Linked DNA regions of Danio rerio: region 2 is linked to region 1. A link is a contact called in public Hi-C data. All regions are on one chromosome and are shown on one strand. The core of a region is the stretch at or near the end of the contact, and the rest is flanking DNA. Distances in the headings are between cores, read along the strand shown.

Region 1 (3,789 bases), core at 685-3,184:
TTCATTCTACATTTGAGGCCAAAAAGTTATGGTAGCATGAATGATTTCAACTATTCCTCTCCAATAAATTCCTAGTTTACAATGAGTAAGTTCCTAGTTTCGAACTTTAAAAGACATGGCGCAACGCCTTCTTGTCTAGTGTCCGAGTCTTTAAAATATATCTGAGAGTGATCATGGGTATTGATGTTTGCCATACCTGTCAAGCCTCCAGTTTTTCCCAGGATTCTCCCGTATTTTACAGTTCTATCCCGTTATCATCCTGTAAAGGTATTTCTTACGCATTTTCAATCTTTTTTTACGAAGGGTGGCAATAAACAAGAGCCAAACCTCCCTATATGCAACCCATAAGGAGCCAAAACAAACACCATAAAACAGTTAGGTTCAGTCAGTTGTTACAAACTGCTTCAACGTATTCAACACAGCCTTCGTTTTAACTGGATTTTGTCTGAAATTATGTCATTTCAGTTCATTCTTCAATTTCATTTGAAGTTTATCTGGGCCTTAATCTTGACAAGGAACCATATGCTACATTCCATACAGAGTAAATCCACCCATGAAGAGGACTTAAGCATGAAAACAATGGTCCAAACCGGGGTGTCCAGAATTGTACCTAGAGTGTCTCTGTTCTGCACTGTCTGGTCCCTAATTCAATACATCTAAGCATTATAACAGATATAATAAAAATTTTAGGCAGATGTTTTGAGTAGAGAAATAGTGGCCCTAATCCATCTGGAGGGTCTCTCTAAAGTGATTAGAGCATTGAAAAGAACCCTTCTAAATTAAGTACTGTTAATGACACCAAACAACTTCCCTGTTTAAAGAAATGTGGCCCGAAGTGTAAATCAGTTTTATTTTTTTAAAATCCTTTAATCCGAAGAGCCCTTCGAAGTGACCAGTTTTTAGCACTTCAGTTTGGAACAACGCTTCAATATGGCAGCCATGGTGACCTTCAGAGTGTGATATGGCTCTCCAAGACTTTCATTACCCAGCCAGGGGGGAACTCTGCAAGGCAATGGCCTTCTAGAACAGTGGTTCTCAAAGTGGGGGTCGGGACCCCCTGGGGGGTCGCGTAACAATGACAAGGGGTCGCTTGGTGATCTCCAAAACTTAAATAAGTTTTATTGAACTATTTGAATGACCATATTTTACTCATAACTGCACAGAGGTTAATATTTGTGATAAATAAACAACAACATACAAATAAATAAAACAAAATTATTATTATATTATTATTATCTATTATAAATAAATAAAAATCAGTCATCAGCCTTTACTTTTTATATCATAAATTAATAAATGAATATAAAAATTATATATGGTTATTAGACTGTTGCATGTATGTGTTGTCAATGTGCTTATGTTTATACATGCCTATAGTTGTGTCTACAAAGTTTATATATTTACAGTATAACCACCTTGAAAAATGGGGGTCGCGAGTCACTGACATTGTTATTTTGGGGGTCGCGGGCTGAAAAGTTTGGGAACCCCTGCTCTAGAAGCAGGCTTGACAATCTGCCCTAAACATCTTCCTTTTATCTGCTTCTTTCTAACACAATACCACTTTAAATTCCAAGTGCACATCAAGGGCACATATTTGTTCCAAAGTAGGGATTTTCATGAGCAATCTCCTAAAAATATTAACTCAAACTTCAGATGACTCTTGGGAATGAAGGAGAAAGTGGTGAGCACACCCCATGTTTTTTCCACGTTATATTTGTGACGCAGATGCAGTCAAAATCTTTTTTATCCCCTATAGGCATGCATCCCTTCAAAGTCGTCACTCTTGAGTCTAGAAGGTAAACCATTCTAAGGGATTAGGGCAGAGGGATGAAACGCAGATGTAATCTCATGGTGAATCAGATTTTGATATCGCCAACATGTTTACATAATTATTCTTGTCTTATCAAGTATAACCAGGAGGTGGCAGTGCAGTGCTGTACCAGCTACTCTGAATTCATTAAAGATATTGGGACTCTACTAAACTTGCGACAACCACTTAATCTTTTCACAACTTAGGTTCCTGCTGGAAAGACTTTCAAAAAAGTAGGTACAAACTTATAAAAATACAGTTCTTCCACACAGGCATCAAGCAAATGTCCACAGAAATGATCAGGCCCACTGCTGTTAATTACTCATTTTGAAAGGAAAGCGTTGTCAACATCACTCAACAGGTTTTTCACTCGGTTCATGATTTTAAATGTCTCCAGGGTAAACTTGCTGCTATTTCGGTGTACATGCTGAAGGCCTGTTATAGTATTCAAGCTAGCCCAGAATGAGCCAAAGATTTTTGTAGCCATTTTGTTGATTGAGGTAAAGTTGGTTTTATATTAAAGGATTCTTTGCAAATTCTAAATGGAGAAATCATATTAGCAGCCAATGTCTATCAAAATACAACTGTTCACAGTCAAATAAATAGTGCTAATGTTGTATTGAAGTCATATTTATATGTAAGTTCAGGCCTAATTATTCAAAGTAACATGGTAAACAATATAGGGAGAATGCCATAAGTTGTCACTGAACGAACGTGTAAATATAAAACCAACTTTTCCTCAATATTTTGTTGTTCTCCAATTTAGACTTTTGCAGATCAGACTGTGCTCCATCTTTAGTTTCTTTTTCTTTATGTTGGACTTCACAGATGGTTTGTCATTAGGGTAAACCTTACAGTTAAGGGAATAATCACATCTCTACAAATAAGCATATAAGCATGTTACATAAGCAAGATGACCCAGATCATCACCACAGGGTTGTATAAAATGTTACAGTTCGTACAACCTTACCATTCCTGCAGGTAAAGCACTGATTCTGCATTTATCTGTGCCTTATCTGTCCTTAAAACAGTTCTGTGGGATAAAAAATGTGTGCAGTTATGATCCATAGAGAGCATTGCAGTAAATAGGAATAACAAAATACAATGCTAAAAAAAACGAACATGCACAATGATGTTAAAAAACACTAAATGAAAGGTCTACAGATATTTTTTTAGATTTTCCACCCGCATAAGTGGTGCAAATGAGTCATATTTAATGGTCGCACAGCCAGTGCCCGCATTTCCTCCTCTCCTCTCCTGCGGGTTATTTTTGTGCTTGTATTTTTGATGGGCCAACAGTATGTTTATGCACTACCCCTTTTATACTTTAAATGCTCTTGATGCACTGATAAATCAAGAATAGCTAGCTTGAATCATCATTAGTTGTTTTTTTATTTCCATTTTATTTTTCTGATGTGAGTACATATGAAGCGCACCCATAGTTTTATCGTTGTCTTACATTCTTTCATTTATGAAGCATGGATGTTTTGCAAACTTCTTACTCATTTACTACCAATTTTGATCATGTTTCCCAATTTGTATGGCTTCATCTGGACAGTAGGTTAACATCAAGTGCTCTAAAACATTGCAGATCCATTTTCTGCTCTGCTCTAAAGAAACCCATTTTGATTTAGAAAATGAAGCACTATTTGCAGCGTTTACTGTAAATGTAAACACTCATAATCAGTTCTCTACCTTGAAACCCGCAGAGGAAAAAATAAACATGATGGGCTATTTGCTAAATAGGATATCACATTTCTACATCAGGTAACTATCAGACCGAGAGAGCCCGAGGGATGAAGAATGCTAGCATAACAACAAACTCGGTGACAGTTGTCCTACTTAGTAACATTACTTTGCATACTGTATGATCATAGCCAGTCTTTTCAAACACTTCCTTCTCTGCCCAGCTCTGATTCCATTCACTGTGTTGGGGAACGTAAGTAGAATAGGGAAAAGTAAGTAGAATAAGTTTTAAA
Region 2 (3,789 bases), core at 558-3,057, 39 kb before region 1:
TGTAACGATATTGTGTGTGACTCATCAATGCAACTTCACAATACTGATTAGTAAAGGTTAGTTCTTACTGTAGTATCTCACAAACACTACGTGAGATCTTCTTCCTTTAAGTCTGTCTGTTGTCTAACGCAGCTGAGGGAGGAGGCATGTAGAAATAGTGGGCGGGAAAGACTCGGCTTAAAGGCGCAGTACGACAAAACCACCCCCTGCTGGAAATCAGTATAAAACAGCATCTTGTAAAAGGTATAATGAAAAATCTGATGGGTATTTTGATCTGAAACTTTATATACACATTCTAGAGACGCAAAAGACTTATATTAAATCTGAAAAAAGGGGTAACCTAGGTGCCCTTTAATAATTCACTGTAAAAAATTATATTACAAAAAAATTATGACTACAAAGATATTTTTTTATATTACTTTAACTTATTTTAATAAATGAATCAGGTTTCAGCTACATTTTTGAAGTTATGCAAAGTTTAACCTAATATTTTTAGTCAGTTTGATTGATGTAAGTTGAGATGACTAGAAAAGTTCATTGGATTCAGCAAAAAAAATTAATGCAGCAAGAATGTTTCTACAGTGTAGCCTCTGACATGTTTTAAGATAATTTTTTTAATAATTTTGAAAATTTTGTGCGATGCCCAGTACATTTGCTACATTTGCTTACCAACTTGTGATTGTGTGTGTTCAGGTCTGCGAGCCGGTGATGAGATCCTGAAGTTGAACAGTAAACCTGCGAGTGTGTTGGAGTTGGCAGACATGCAGGCTGCGTTTGCTCTGCCCTCTCTCACCCTGACTGTCAGCACGCTGCCCGCTGCCGATCCGCACCAGCTGTGCCAGCTTCCTCCTCGCAGATCAGACGGAGCGCAAGACCTCTGCACTGACATCTTCTCCCAGAGTCAAGGTAAACTTCTTCTCCGCTGTCTTCCGATATTCATATGTTTGCATATTTTATAGTCATTATCAGCATATTTTGGTGACACAAGAGAGAGTGACTTACAGACTCATTCATTCAACCAATCACAAATATATTTTTAAACTGTAATATTCTCACACTTTCTAATATATTTTTAAAAGCTATTTTAATATCAACTTTTGGACACTTAATTTTTTTTAGGAATTAATTAATTCATACATTCATTCATTCATTTTCCTTCAGCTTAGTCCCTTATTTATCAGGGGTTGCCACAGAGGAATGAACCACCAACAATTCAAGCATATGTTTTATGCAGCGGATACCCTTCCAGTCACATCCCATTACTGGGAAACAGGAGTTAATTAATAAAACTAAAACTTTAAAATAGCGTTGTTGCTTGACATTTAAATTAAAGGTAATAAAACACATATTATTTTAAAAACATATGCATTTTTTTAATTTTTTTTATTTCACCTAGCTTTCACAACAATTTATTTATATCTCATAAAATATTTTTTTATCTCAACAATTTATTTATCTCATTTATTAATTCATCTCATTTACTATAGCATTACTTGGTCTTCTAAAACTACAGACATATCAAAAAATTATTAAAAATAGCAAATAATAAAATTATAAAAACTTTACCAGAATTTAAAAAAAAATCTAACTTGTGATTAAAACTTATTGTGTAGTTTTATAGTGATACTAAGCATTCATTTAAAAAATATCTGTAACATTTTAAGTGTTAATTTTTAAAGCAGTTTAAAGCATCTTAGCTGACTAAATTTGAAAAAATGTTTCAGATAAAATGTCTCTGGTACAGTCATGTTCTTCACCCACTGCCTGTCTGTCTTTATTGCTCCCTCTAGAGGACATCCTGGATGAAGGTCTTGGCCTTGTGCTGCACAGCCCCGATGACACAGGCGACGACAGGGTAAACCTGATGGCTGAGAGCCCCGCTGACAGCCTGGAGGATGAAATCGACTCGGCACACAAGGTTAGAGACCACCTGCCATCAAGATTCATCATAAACACCACTCTCTGCTCGAACCACCAACCGTCTGTCTGTCTGTCTGTCTGTCTTTCTGAAATGTACTTGATTGAGTGTCTAGTTCTGAATCACACAGAGCACATCATCTGAGTTTTATTTTATTTATTTTTTTGCATCAAGGTCCTTTGTTTATTATTTTTGGAGGTTTTTGATGTTATTTGGGGCAAATAACATAGACTAAATTTTTTTAAACGATTTTAAAAGAAGCTTATTTTGTCATCAAGGCAGCATTTATTTGATATAAAAAAATACAGTAACAATTTTTAAAATGATAAAGTATTATTACAATTGGAATTAATAATAATAATAATAATAATAATAATAATAATTATTATTATTATTATTATTATTATTATTATTATTATTATTATTATTATTATTATTATTCATTCATTTATTCATTCATTGTCTTCTCGGCTTAGTCTCTTTATTAATCTGGGGTCGCCACAGCGGAATGAACAGCCATTATTATTATTATTATTATTATTATTATTATTATTATTATTATTATTATTATTATAACAGTTAGGCTGCTTCATATTTTTGTTGAAATATTGATATAGTACCATAAAAAATGTGTTTACTTTAATTAATCAAGGAGACATACAACAAAAGTGAAATTAAAGATATTTATTATAAAAAATTTTTAAAAAATTCTAATAAATGGTGTTATCGTTTCATAAAAAAACAATGAAACATCAACAATCTTGGTTTCCATAAAACTATGAAGCTGAAAAAAATGGAATATTTATAATTATAATAATAATTATTAATGATTGAGTACCAAGAATAACAGAACAGTTAATCAGTATATTAAAATTCTTGATAAAGGATCATGTGGCTGAAAACTGGGGTATTGGTGTTGAAAATGCAGCTTTCAACCACAGGAATAAATAAAAGTTCAATTTTATAAGAAATCGGTTACTTTAAATGGTAATAATAAATTAAAATTTTACTAATAAATGCAGCCTAGGTGTGCAGAAAAGTCTTCTTATAAAAACATTTAAAATTCCAAACTTTTGACCATGAGTCTATTTTCTGAAACGGAGGGTGTCTGCAATCAGATGGCTGGTTAAGAGCTTTGTGTCATGTGATCTAAGTGACCTTTGCTTTTAAGGCTGCTTTCAGAGACGGCAGCAGATGGGAAGACAGGTTTTCTTGCCTGGCGGTTCTTCGCACATTCACACACTCATACTCTCACACAGAGTGATAGTGATGACACCGTCTGCCTGATGGAGGTCAAGATCACAGGCGACTGTCTAACGCACACAAAGATGGAGGAAATCTGTCAGCACTCACTCATACCTAAAAGTATGAGACCTCCAGTTAACATGCGCCTACAGACCCTCTTTACAGACTCTGATTACAGTTATTAACATCAGCATTCTAGCAATGCTTGTTGTTTTTTTATAATTTTATATACATTTACAGAGATTGTGCTTCATTACTGCCATGAAATCATAGAAAACTGGTGAAAAACGTGTTTCGAATACAACAAATGAGATTTTTCTCTCTTTTCTAACTTTTTTTGTCGAAAACAATCAATAATTTTGACCTAAATGCTCTGATCGATCAGCTGGAGATTGGTATCAGTCGCTGATCTGGCTGATCTCATGAACCGATCGCAAGTGTTTGTTTACAACCCGGATTAAACATCCACAGTGTTACAACATGTGAGCAATGTTTCCAAATCGCATTGTCAGTAAATTGTTTTATCTTTTTTTTTTTTTTTGTAAAGCTGCTTCTGACCATTACTTGTGTGCAACATCCTTAATTCATTCTCTTAGGTAAGGCGAGATGTCATTCTGTACATAGAG

What was found. Hi-C and Micro-C count contacts between places; a contact is called where the count stands out from the background.
Region 2: a Hi-C map of hematopoietic stem cells shows a contact between it and region 1, with 1.8 times the contacts expected there. The contact joins the enhancer-like site here to the promoter of grik1a in region 1. A contact is called at or near these places in 4 of 18 Hi-C or Micro-C datasets (caudal fin, embryo and hematopoietic stem cells).

What each region holds. Positions count from the first base shown.
Region 1 is chr10:30,499,874-30,503,662 of GRCz12tu, reverse strand. It overlaps grik1a (glutamate receptor, ionotropic, kainate 1a), which reads left to right and starts at 1,934. Exons shown (of 16, transcript XM_073914784.1): 1 at 1,934-2,043.
Region 2 is chr10:30,538,434-30,542,222 of GRCz12tu, reverse strand. tiam1a (TIAM Rac1 associated GEF 1a) reads left to right here. Exons shown (of 29, transcript XM_073914764.1): 16 at 694-906; 17 at 1,791-1,918. Among named protein-coding and RNA genes, the nearest start is that of grik1a, 39 kb to the right of the region's middle. Within about 2 kb of position 1,807, at least 5 of the 62 cell types and tissues checked have an H3K27ac peak or open chromatin away from gene starts, as enhancers often do.